4 separate regions of the Anser cygnoides genome follow, and regions 1, 3 and 4 are each linked to region 2. The links are chromatin contacts, called in public Hi-C maps. All regions are on one chromosome and are shown on one strand. The core of a region is the stretch at or near the end of the contact, and the rest is flanking DNA. Distances in the headings are between cores, read along the strand shown. Region 1 overlaps MRPS6 (mitochondrial ribosomal protein S6). Region 2 has its middle 17 kb from the start of KCNE2. Region 3 overlaps LOC106043402 (a long non-coding RNA gene). Region 4 holds the start of SLC5A3 (solute carrier family 5 member 3).

Region 1 (2,979 bases), core at 335-2,834, 130 kb after region 2:
ACCATCCACCTTGTTTCCAAGACTAACAATAATTTGAAGGCTAGGTGTGCAGGACAAAACTCACCACTCAGCTATTTCATTTTAATTTTTATGCATCCTCCTGTTAAAGCTTTCCTTTCCTTCTAGTCCACGCAAACACACCTCCCCGTGAAGCATCAGTATAACCTGAAAGTGATATCCTCTAAAGGAAATCATACTACACATTTGCCAAGGACCCCATTCCTATATCACTTAAACCCAAGCAGGATCGAGCATCACAGTTTCCTTTAAAAACTGTACCTAGCGGGACTTTATCCTGTTGGAGGTACAGATTCTTATAAAGGCAACTGTAGGGCAAACATCACACCGTGCAGTCCCCCTTGGTAAAGGCAATCTTTGAGGATTAATTCCCCAAGCCAAGAAGCTGAAGAGGAAATAGAGGAGGTGGTGTCACCAACAACGGACAGATTCATGTTTTTCACACTGCTTATCCCACATGGAGCTCTTTTTCACCCAACTAGATGTGCTGCACAAGTAACACCAAGATATACTACACACAGAGAAGACCCACCAGGTCAGGAATGATTTAAGCATCGCGTGCTGGATTGCTGCACAGGGGTGGAATCCACACGTGGAAAACGCTGCAAAGAAGCTTCCCTTCAGCCAGACATCGTAATCCCGAACCTCTTACGCAGGCATGTATATTAATAGCCACAATTCAGGTCTGAAGTCCTTTTCAGAAAAAGCAGATTGAAGCACCGAGTTCTCACATGTGAGGGGCCCGACGGCAAGAAATGTCCCTGCAGCCTGCCTGGAAGGAACCAGTCCTCCAGAAGAGGTGCCCGGCTGGCGCGGGCTGCGTCCGAGCATCGCAGAAGCCGAGGGAGCAGTGCCAGTTCACACCAACTAAGGTGCTGCTCCTCTGACTGCAGCAGGGAGGGCTGCTACGAGACGCAGAAAAAGCTCACCTTAACAAGGATTTGGAGGAAATATGGTGGGCTTGGTCCCCCTTGCAAATCCTCACACATGGAGCAGGATTCAGCTTAACTTATTTGGAAAGCTGAGCTGCCTGTTATTTTTCTAGAGACCAGAAAACAGGAGATGTCACCTGGTTAAAAGTTTAGGGAGAGAAACAAGCTTTAATCTTGGACAATTCAGTAAAACTGTGGCATAGCAACTTCTGAAGGATGCATACCCCTTGAAAAGGGAAAGTCGCATCTTCTGTTAAAGCCATTAAAAAGCTACTGGTAAATTTAACAGATGCCACTTAAATCCTCTCCTTTGCAAGAACCCTTCCAAATTCTCAATCAGTTGAAGCTAATAAAAGGGATGATGGGGGGAGAAATTTGAGCTGATGATACACCACCACTCTCCTGCCCCCTTCCCCGAGCAGTTGGTTCACAAGAGCATTCGTTCAGATTGCAGCCCGTGCTCTTTGCTGTCTCTTTTTATTCCCACTTCTCCAGAATTTCATTTCATTTCTGCTTTCAAGTCATATGCTGCTTTTCATTGTGTTCCTAAAACGGCAATATATTTTTTTTTCCCCCTCTCAAAAGACTGCTTTGCAACTTTGTGCTTTCTCTCACATTAGCAAAGGGTGGAAATTTCCACTGACGCACTGTTGATAACTGAAGGAGAAGTGGGGGAAGGGAGGATGAGCTGTTGCAGCGTATCTTTATATGACTCCTCGCAGAATAGGTATTTTATCTGAGGGTACAAAACTGCAGTCACTGGTGACAATGCCATTTCTTAAAACAACACCCATTCCTCAGCGTAACAAGCAATGCTTGCCTCCCTGTGCCAAAAAAAAGAGGGAAGGAAAAGAGGGCCAGCATAAAAAAAATATTATTCTTTCATTAAAGAAAGAGAAGAAACTGACTGCTGCAAGCAAAACAACCAAATGCAATTGACAATGCAATTCCTGAGGAGATCTAGAGCACCTTCCCTCCAAACACATGCATTTAAATTAGCTGCCATCAGGTTGTGGGCTTTTTTTAAACCCACTCTCCATAAAGCATGCAGTAACCTTAATTTCAGCCAGCCATCTCTGACCTGATACACCACCACGCTGCCGCTACTGTTTGCGTAGTAAACAAAAGCAAATCCCAGCGAGACTTAAAGACGGGAAAAATACAGGAATGCAGGAGGGAAACTACCTCATTCCTGCGAACAAAAATGCAGAAGCATTCAGGCTGTCTAGGAGTCAGGCGAGTCATCAGGGGAGAAATGCAGGAAAATTCCACTGATTCACTATGAGACCACAGTTATTTTTGTCATCATGCTCCACTGTAAATAGAAGGATGATTTAAATACAGGAGAGCAGACTAACCACTGAAATGTACTGAAACAATGTGTTAATTGAAAAAAAAAGAGAAAAATCATAGGATTTCAGAAAAAGAAGGGCATGCCTTTGTGTATGAAAAAAATGCCTGGTTTCATGTATCCTTTTTAATATATCCAAGCCAGAAATTGTTTGAATTTGAGTCCTGAAGTCCTATGGATGCTTGTATATTTTGCTTTCACATGGACAGTCTGTGACTTCACAGAACCCTGAAAGGCACCTGGATCAAAACTCACTTTTAAATCCTCCTGGAACATGGACTCGGAGGCTATGTTCAATGTACCTGAGGAACAGAGGGAAAAAGCACACTTACAGTGGACTTGGAAGAGGCTGTGTGGTGCCATTGTTGTGCCCAGAAAACGTCTGTATGCTCAAAGATGATAAGCTCAAACTCAATTAGCTATCTTTCCTTTAAATTTTTCCTTTATGCAGCAACACAAAGTCTAAGTAAGCTTCCCCAGTAGGAGAGTGGAAGATACAAAGGCAAGAAAACATACAACTAAAGCATCCCAGAAGGAAACAAGAAACTGTCCAGAGGAAAGCAAGCTGTGGTACGCTCATGGAAGTAGCTGGACAGTCGTTCTCACTAGAGTAATCCTCTGTTAATGAAATTGCTCTCCTACCAGAATGCCCACTTCATCTTTGGAACCACTGCGTTG
Region 2 (3,242 bases), core at 500-2,999:
GGCAGTGTCCTAGAATTGCCCTTGCTCTTTTAAACAAGGGTCCCTATATTCACAGGTAAGCAGTATTTTTAATTGGTCATTAATAACACATCACAGGTGGTTGAAGTTCGCTTCATGAGATGAGTGAGGACCAAAGGCTCATCTGAACAGTCCTGAACTTTGTGAAACTGGAGATCAGATACTGTATCAGGAGTCATTAATAATGGATTGAAACCAACTCTCCCATTTAACAGGAGGAATTCAGGAGCTCAGAGCCATCTTTGTGATAGAACCTGATCCTGATTCATATCACTGTGTACCTGAGCTCTTCCTAGGCTAACCATAATCCCAGAACAATGTCCCTGGTAATTTTTATGGTATCATCAACTGTAATCATGGAAATGATCTCAAATGCATATGCAAAATAGGGTCTAGAATCACAGCCTGTACAGCATCACAATGACAAGTAGGCAGAACACAGAAATCCCCTTTCACAGAGTATTATTATTATTATTATTATTATTATTAAATACAGTTGCCTTCCACCCCAGACAGAACTCTAACAGTTCATCTTCCTCTCGGAAAGGGAACGGAGGCTCAGGTTGGTGTGCAGGAAGGGGGAGGAGGAAGCACAGGTGCAGTCTGCATGATGCCTGGGCCACTGAGGAGCTGTGAGATGGGTCTGTCAAAATCTCATCCAAACCTAAAGCCCTTAAGTTTCAACAAGTTGGTGATTTCCTTGTTTTTTTTTTTTTGCTGTTTCTTCAGCCAGCTGCCATGGTGATGGACCCAGTCCACAGAGGGGGTGCTAACACAATACTGCTGCTGTGTTCTGGAGAGCACTGCATGCTCCAGCGTGGCATTTTCCCTATGCTGCTACTGCCAGCTACTGCAAGGGGGTTGACGGGAGCTCCTGGGTGCACATATGAACAAGTACAAAGAGAGGTTAGCCCATGGTCATCAAAACCATGTGCCTCCTCAGGACTTGCTCTGATTCAGAAATCCAGACAGTGGCACCCACAGTAGATAAGGATAGGTCTGGGCTTGGCCCACTGGAGTTAATGAAGAATTATTTGCTGACACAGTAACCATATGAGCATCCCTCTGGCTAGATGATAAACCATAGGGAGTGAGGGATCGGTTGCTCACCTTCAGGTTTGAGGTATGTATTATGTATGAGTGATCTACTGAAGATGGGGCCTGAATCTAGGGGAGGCTGCAGAAGTTCCCGTGGAAGCGTAGATGTAGCTGTAAGCACGCCGAGGACACTGAAGTGTATGGAAGAGGCCAACTTTTATGGGAATAACTCTGCCAGTTAGGTTAGTGCTCACAGAGAGACACTTGCACACGTGGGATTACTGTGCAGGCAAACCCCGAGATGAATCCGGTACCATTTACAAATGGAGCCAGGCAGAAGGATACATGCCTTATGCTGGCTGAAATGAACTTAGCCTTTCCTCTGAGTCTGGCTGAGAAGACCGAGGGCAAAGTTATCAGGAATCAAAGTGCAGAAAACTGCTTCGATATTCTTCCTGTTTGCAACCTGGTCAGCGTCAAAGTTTGGCCACCCAAAAGGCTGGAGCCGACGGCTGGGTAACCCCACGAGTTGGCACTTCTATCTACTCGCCTTTGGTAAGCCACAGATTCACCTACACTCTTGCACTCTGACTATATCCAGACAGCAAAGGAGAAAGCCAGAGGCTGAGCTCATGCACGTCAGGTGCCGTTTTCGGGAGTGACCACACCGTGTCCCCACAGAGCTGCACTTCCATCCCTCCATCCACCCGCAGAAAGGCTTCCAAGTGGTAGCTCATCTGCATGCCCATAAATACACCCCCCTCCAGCGCTGCTGTAACCCCTACTTATATGGTTAGAGCTGGCAGGAAAACAGTTCTGACCTTCAATTGCTACCAGTCCACTCAGTCCAGGCCCGGTGAGGCGAGTACATAAAAAAACAGCAACATGTAAAGGTCAAAATTCAAGGTCTGCTGCTCATTACTAAGAAATAGCACCAGAAACCCTCCTCATTTGCATAAAACATTTCGTGCTGAGATCTGAAACGTCCTGAAAACAAAGGTAAGCACCACTAGCCCCATTTCACAGATGGAAAAGCGAGCCGATGGCCAAGACCACACAGCAGGCACGCAGCAGACCTGAACCAGATTAGGCTCCTGGCTGTCTAGTATTGCCGTGCTGGGCCACACTCCCAAGCCTGTGCGATAAGGAGACAATGTGGGGTTTTGTTTTCCCAAACTCTGGAACGCCAGAGTTGACCATCGTGTATCTGAAAGGGCAGAGCAAGGTGGGTCGTGACACCTTACCTCCTTCCCTTGCCCTTTCGAACACAGCATGACTCTTCAAAAGTTGAGCAATTCAGGGAGGACATGGGATCCTCTCATCTGCAGCCAGGCCTCCCACCCACCTGATATGCAAGGGTGTGAACACTAGGGTCAGATGAGGCCCGTATCATCTTGCTAAAATGGGGAAAGGGGTGGGGAGAAAAGGGGGAAGAAGTACGTGTAGGACCATGGTTTCACGGTGAGAACCATCAACAGCTGCCAGGTACACAGAGATCCCTGGCCAGACTGTTCACTGGGAGAAAGGCAAATTCGAGAGCAGTGACGGGCAAAAGAGAACAAGTTGAAGGACACCTTCAAAGCCAAGAGCAAGAGCAACAATTTTCCATAGGGAAAGATACTTCTGCCTTGATTACAAAGATGTTCAGGAAGCCCACAGACAGGAAAGCCCTTAGATGAGGGGAAGATAACTGCTCACCCACCAGCAGGTTGCAGCAGATTTGAAGTAAAACGCACAGCTCTCAGAGTGGCATGTCAGCACATCCCTGTGACAGTGGGCCTCATCTCACTACAGGTACACCACCAGCCAGCGATAGTCACTCTGTGGCTCAGGTCATCATTTCTGGGCAGCAATATCCAGGGCCAGACAACCAGCCATATCTCAGCAAGGCACTCATGCCATGCCTCCACCTATTGAGGTCACACCACCAGCTCTTCCATCAGTCCATTTAGCATCAAGGATTCTTCTGCTAAGCAGTCATCCAATGATGCTGCCATCTTTGATGCTCCAGAAAAACCTGCTGGGAGTTCCCCTATTCCCCAGGATGACCCCTCCAAGATACAACCTAAGCAGCAAAAGAAGGGAACCAGTGAGTCTGGTTTTGATCAATGTAATTGTATGTTGATGGATCATGGAGGAAGAGCCCGATGGAACGCCATGGGACACAGCCCCAGAGCTGCAAAAGT
Region 3 (3,146 bases), core at 480-2,979, 220 kb after region 2:
GCCCCACTTCCCATCACATCCAGGACCTCCTCCTCAAGTCCCCACTGCTTTCTCATCTGTGATCTTTTTGCCTGCCTGCTCTTCACTACTCTTGCCAATACATGCATGCTCTCCCAGCAAACTCCTTCCAGTTTCATCCAGGAACAATACCTCGGCCCATACTGCCTCAAGTTCAACAGCTCTCAGGCACTCATCTTGCCCAAAGGTGGCTGTCCTGAGTCTCCACATCCCTCACACCATCTCATGTTCCCACTTGGCATATGCAGTCCTACACAAGACCATATAGCCTTCTCCCAGCCATTACTCCTACCTGCAGAAAACGCTTCTGGGGGCACTGACACATGTAGCAAAAACTGCTTTTTCAGATACAACACATATGCTGAAACTTTAATGAAATGCTTAGAAACATAAAAGCATCTGCCAAACATTGGTTAAAAGTTTAATGTAGCTGCTTATGAAAAACATAAATGTTTGTCTGAGGCAATGCTACGGACTGTTGAGAAACGTCACCACTTCATTGACTGAGTTAACTTACCAAGTTTTTTTAAGCAACGATCTGCGGTAAGTTGCTACCTCTTGCTTGAAATTAGGAAAACCAATTTCCTCTTTCATTCTAAAGTCTATTTTTTGCATTTTTATATCCCGGTGGTAGGGAGGATCTAATTAACCCTTTACATTCACTCCATTATGTCCATTCCTGCATACCTGCTTATCTTAATGTGAGCAAATAAACTCCAAAGGGGACACAGGAGCAACCACAGGACTGAGATTACTAACTCCAGAAAGCTACTGCTGTTTCCAGGACTAAAGCATGGCATGAAGATTATTGCAGAGTAGAACCTTTTGAATACATGTGATCTTTATGAATATAGTCTTTTAAATAACATTTAGAAATGATTAGAAATAAGCTGCTCTTAGCATAAAAACTGACAGCATAAGATCGGGATAATCTAGTTTGCTGCAGCCCTCGGTCGGCTGGTGCTGAGCCCAAGACAAAGCTAAGGACCCCAGGATTTACAGACATACACACAGAGTTCCTCCAGATCTGTTGAATTTAATCCAATCTTTCCAAAGCTCTCGTCTGCTACTTTATACACTCCCCACTATGTTAAACAAAATCCTTTCCTTGGTATCATACTGCGTAGGCCATTAGTCTTTGCAACTCCTTGTAAGGAGGACGCGATTAAAACATTGCAGAGCCGATCAAAACGATTGCTGACTAAAACATCTCTCGCTTCCCCACGGGATCCTGGCCGGTAGCTGCCTCCATCCCGGCTCCCTGACATCCTCCGCTCCTGGGCACAGCGGAGGGGCTAGCAGGGGAGGAACAAAGGTGGCTCCAAGCCACTTTCGTGCCTCATAACCCGTGCCAGGGCTGCTTAAGCTGTGCTGGCTTGCAGGCAGCCCCCCGGGGGCCCTGATGTCAGCCGAGAGGAACCGGTTGCAACACATGCTGGTTCCTCCCTGCCAGCTCCCCTTGGCTCCGCTCCCGTGCCAGGAGCTGGCGGGGGGTGGCCGTGCACCCCTCTGCTGGCCCAGGAGCCGGCCGGGGCCCCTGCTCCAACACTCACCATGCAAGGCAGAGGGGCCAGCTCCCAGCAGAGGCTGCGGGCCCCGTGTCCCTGGGAAGCAGAAAGGATGGGAAAGGGTAGCAAACCTCGTTTTCCAGGGAAATTTTCCTCTAAATGCTCATCCGAGGGAGATAAAAGTCCTGTTTCCATGGCATAAACATCACCATCCCTTACCAACACTTATAAACAGGACACACAACACTGCAAAATGTTTGCCAGGGCTACTAGAGTGGAGGAATCACAAGGGTGAACAACGAGAAGCACTGTTAATCTCACCGGTCCCCACATGTAAGCCACTCGGTTGCTCCAGCATCACCTGAAAGTATGGCTTGGATTCAGCTACAAGAGCTCAAAACATGAAAAAAATGTTAAAACTCATAGATTCTTCTCCCTGCCCCTTTCCTACCTCTGTTTGTTTGCTTGGTAATGATTACTTCAGCCATTTGTGTTGCAAGATGTTGCCGATTTGGCCTTTCATTTAAAAAAAAAAAACTTTTTTTTGTTTGAAATGATGGGATGTTCCCTCTGTGCTCTAGCCTGGTGCCTGATGACACACACTCAGGTCCACGGCCAGCCACAGGCCGCCCACATCTCCATGTCCACCTTGGCTGCTCTGCGAGTGGCTGTGGAAGGGGGGTGGCTGCGTTTCCTGTGGGGAACGAGGACATAAACCAAGCCAGTAAATCCAATAAGGAAAACAAGATATTCCCATGCCTTAGACAGACAGAAATACGTGCAAACGTAATGCGATCATTAATTTTCTAGTCAGTGGATTAGCACTCTGAATAGGTAGCGATAACATTTTCTACAGCACCCCATTACCTGTATAATCAGTCCTGGCACAGGAGGATTACAAATCCTGTGACCGTGATTACAAAGCCTCCTGATTTCTGGAAGCTCTAAGTGTCACTGATAACACAAATCTTTGTTAAACCTGTTTTATGCGGTGATGGTGTCAATGCGGAGAGGAGGAGGCAGACGAGACTCCAGGGCACAGGACGCGGGGAGGAAAGGAGTGGGATGCTGGCAAAACGAGCGTGTGCCTCCTTTCTGTGTCGATACCCAGCCTGACCAGAGCTCATCAGAATAAGTGGAAAGGCTCCCACTGATTTCAGTGAACTTTGGATGCAGCCCCAGAAGCTTCAAAATGTAAACAGACAGATAGGGGTATGCGCCTGCCAGGGTAATTTCCCCTAAATAAAACCACTTTGGCATGAGAGGAGCCCCTCAAATGCATGTCTGTGGGAGGCACGCGTGGGGAAGAAAAGCAGGCCAGCCTGCTGGCACGTGGCATAGCAAGGACCACCACAGCCCAGTTCCCAGGCTGCTGGCACCCTCAGAGCCCCCAAACTCTCCTGCTGTCCCCTCAGGGTCCGTCTGTCCGGGTGGCACATATAGCACGATCTGTCCCTCCACAGAGGCTGCTGCAGATGGGCTCCAGGAGGGAACAGGGTGAACGGACAGGGATTGCCAGGATCATGCTGCTCCTTCCAGCTCTCTCCTAGCCTCAGGAGCAGCCAAAAGCACAGCACCTTAATGATAAAGGATACATTGTGAAATCAGTGTCAACACACC
Region 4 (2,856 bases), core at 235-2,734, 180 kb after region 2:
CCTGAGAAGTCTACTACAGCTTCTGCAGTTAAGCCAAGTTAAAAAAAAAAAAAGCCAACCCTGACATGTGGATGCTACATGTAAAATGAATGGAAATGTACTAGTATATGTAGCACACGTAAGGCATGAAGACGTGCTCCCATAACTACGGAAGAAACAGAGCAACGCTATTTAGCTTCCTGATATGCTACTGCGGATAGAGGTGTTCATGTAAACAAAGGTTAAACGCAGGAGCAAATGTGTTCACACCGGGTGAGATCAGAAGGGCTGCAGGCTAGCAGAAGTGCTGCTACATTTCCACACCAGCACCGCGTATTAAGCGGGAAGGTGGCAGATAAACAAAAGGCTGCAGAAGGACTGGCGAAGGACCAGCACCAGCTATTGTTTTCCAAAAAACAAACAAACAAAAAAAAAAAGGGTCCTACCTAGACAGAGATGCTTCCATTTTATTAATATTTACCCTCAGATCCACACGCACACCCCTGGCCCAGCTCCTGCCCGAGGAAGAGCATCGCGTCACCCCGCTCCCTCGCACCCCGGCTTATCGCCGCGTCGCCAAAGGCAGCGGCGGCCAGCAGCCCTTCGGAGGGGCGATACGGCCGGCCCTATCAGCGGGGCTCAACTGGTGTTACCAACGGAAAATAAGCACGCTAAATAAGCTAACTACGCTAAAAAAAAAAAAAATAATAACAATTATTTTAAAAAATGATGTCTTGAGGCTTCCAAGGGCCAAAGGGGCACGGGGCTGGCAGCCTCCTGCCCACACCAAGGGGATGCCCGCAGTGTTGCCTCTGCTGAGGCGAGGCCAGGCCCGCTGGGGAGGCCACCAGCCGGGCACCCTACAGCACCCCATGGCACCCCATGGCACCCATGGCACCCCAAGGGGGAGGCTGAGGGGTGGGCGAGGGTCAATGGGGCTGGGGAGGGGTATGGGGGGGGTACAGGGGGTTAAGACCCTAGTGCTCGGGCTTGAGACCTGAGGGGGCTATGCTGCTGGGTGCACGGCTACCAACTCTTTTGGGGGGAAATAAGAGAAAAATAAAAAAAGATAAAAAAGGGGGAGAGAGGGCAGAGAGAGGCGCACGCGGGAGGCTGAGGCACGCTGCGCAACTCCGCTTCAAAACACGGGGGGAGGAGAAGGGCCGGGGGGGCGCCCCGGGGGAAGGGTCCGGGGCAGGGCGACAAGGGGGGGACGCGAGGAGCCCCCCGGGGGGCCGTAAGGTGCCGGGGGGCCGCCGGGCGCCGCTGGCTCCCTCCCTCCCGCCTCCCCTCCCTCACTCACCCGTTGCATGGCTTTCAGGATCAAAGCCAGTTCATAGCGGGGCATCGCAGGGCTGGCGGCGGTGGCGGGAGGAGGAGGAGGAGGAGCAGGGATGCGGAGGGTGAGCGGGGAGGAAGGGGGCGGCAGTGCCGGAGAAGGGGGGAAAGATGAGGAGGAGGAGGAGGAGGAAGAGGAAGGCGCGTCCCCAGCGGCGGCTCCTGCCCGCGCGGCTCCCAGGCTGCACAGACACCGGGGCGGGCGGGCGGGCGGCGCGGCTTAAAGGGCGCCGGCAGCTGCGCAGGCTCCACCGCGCCGCCCCCTGCCCGCCGATGGCGCCGCCTCCGCCGCCGCCGCGGTCCCGCACACGCCCGCCCGGGGGGCAGCTGCCTCCCGCCCGCCTCCTCCCTTTCCTCCTCCTGCCCGGGGGCTGCCCCGGCCCCCAGCGGGGCGGAGGGACGCGGGGGGACGCCGGCGAAGGGGGGCCCCCGAGCCGCGCCTCCCCCCTGCGGCGGCTCCGGGCTTGCGCCCGCCTTCCTCCTCGCCGCCGCTGCTGGTGCTGCAGGGAGTGGAAATTTCCACTGTGACCGCCCCCTTCTCCCCCCTCTCGGCACCCGGGACCACACGGCCATGCCTCGCAGCCCACGGCCCGGCGGCTGCGGCCACGGCCCCACGCTCGCGGGTGGGGGCACGGCGAGGGGTGCCCGCGGGTGGGTCCGCCAGGTGCCCTTCCAGAACCTTCTGACATCGGCGGCGTGGCCGCGGTGCTCCTCACGGGAAAGTCCCTGCCCTTGAGTTGAGGTGTCCTCATGCCCACAGAGTTGGGGTCACTCCCCATGAATGTTAGCTTCTTTTTTTGTCTTTTTTTTTTCTTTTTTCTCGATGCAGCACATGGCCTGCTGTGGGTTGTGCGTAGGTGCCTGAGGGACAGCAAGGCTGAGGTAAAATAGCATGGCCGATGGAGGTGACCCCAATGAAGGGTTGCCAGACACCAGCTTCCAGCCCTGACCTTGCTGCCAGTCAACAAACACCCACAGCCCCAGAAGAGGCACGTTGGAAGAGCCTCACGGCATGGTCAGGCTGGCTTGAGAAAGATTTCTGTTCTCTACAGCATAGAAACATGCCTCAAGGGTACCACCTAATCCCACACATGCACTTAAGAACATCCCAGAAATACAGCACAGAGCTGGCTCTAAAGAGAGACCTTGTGCTGAGTTTCTGCCCTGGGTTTTGAAGCCCTCTTGGCCTGGCCCTGCCTATGCTCACAAGGTGGCACATGTCACCTCTCCTCACAGCCATGGCTCAAGGTGAGGAGGATGCAGGAAAGAAGGCAGATCTCCAGACTAAAAAACTTAAATGAGATAACTAGGATCCCAGCACCCCAACTTCTTGCTGCATACCCTCGTACACCAAGTCCATATTCTCTCCAAAATATGCTGGAAATCCCATGCCCCCTGCTCTTTTTTTCAACAGTGCCGAACCTCTTCCTCATCATTTACGTACATCTTTAACCTCCTCTTAAACCAGAAGGGGAATTCATACCTCACTCTTAATTGAGGTGTACTTTCACAAACTCAGACTACCTGCCTACAGCCCCA

The links. A called contact is a pair of places that touch in the nucleus more often than the background predicts.
Region 1: a Hi-C map of granulosa cells shows a contact between it and region 2, with 2.3 times the contacts expected there. The contact joins two enhancer-like sites. A contact is called at or near these places in 3 of 7 Hi-C or Micro-C datasets (granulosa cells and liver).
Region 3: a Hi-C map of liver shows a contact between it and region 2, with 2.0 times the contacts expected there. The contact joins two enhancer-like sites. A contact is called at or near these places in 2 of 7 Hi-C or Micro-C datasets (both in liver).
Region 4: a Hi-C map of liver shows a contact between it and region 2, with 6 times the contacts expected there. The contact joins the promoter of SLC5A3 here to the enhancer-like site in region 2. A contact is called at or near these places in 3 of 7 Hi-C or Micro-C datasets (granulosa cells and liver).

What each region holds. Positions count from the first base shown.
Region 1 is chr1:113,753,161-113,756,139 of Taihu_goose_T2T_genome, reverse strand. The region is part of intron 2 of MRPS6 (mitochondrial ribosomal protein S6); the gene reads right to left. Among named protein-coding and RNA genes, the nearest start is that of MRPS6, 43 kb to the right of the region's middle. Within about 2 kb of position 1,584, at least 1 of the 3 cell types and tissues checked has open chromatin away from gene starts, as enhancers often do.
Region 2 is chr1:113,887,243-113,890,484 of Taihu_goose_T2T_genome, reverse strand. No RefSeq gene overlaps it. Among named protein-coding and RNA genes, the nearest start is that of KCNE2, 17 kb to the left of the region's middle. Within about 2 kb of position 1,749, at least 3 of the 3 cell types and tissues checked have open chromatin away from gene starts, as enhancers often do. A contact at or near this core is called in liver, where this site is marked.
Region 3 is chr1:113,671,259-113,674,404 of Taihu_goose_T2T_genome, reverse strand. It overlaps LOC106043402 (a long non-coding RNA gene), which reads right to left. Exons shown (of 7, transcript XR_010825360.1): 6 at 1,978-2,220. Among named protein-coding and RNA genes, the nearest start is that of ATP5PO, 23 kb to the right of the region's middle. Within about 2 kb of position 1,729, at least 2 of the 3 cell types and tissues checked have open chromatin away from gene starts, as enhancers often do. A contact at or near this core is called in liver, where this site is marked.
Region 4 is chr1:113,710,169-113,713,024 of Taihu_goose_T2T_genome, reverse strand. It overlaps SLC5A3 (solute carrier family 5 member 3), which reads right to left and starts at 1,484. Exons shown (of 2, transcript XM_066978403.1): 1 at 1,283-1,484. It overlaps MRPS6 (mitochondrial ribosomal protein S6), which reads right to left and starts at 1,472. Exons shown (of 3, transcript XM_066978437.1): 1 at 1,283-1,472. The coding sequence starts at 1,327.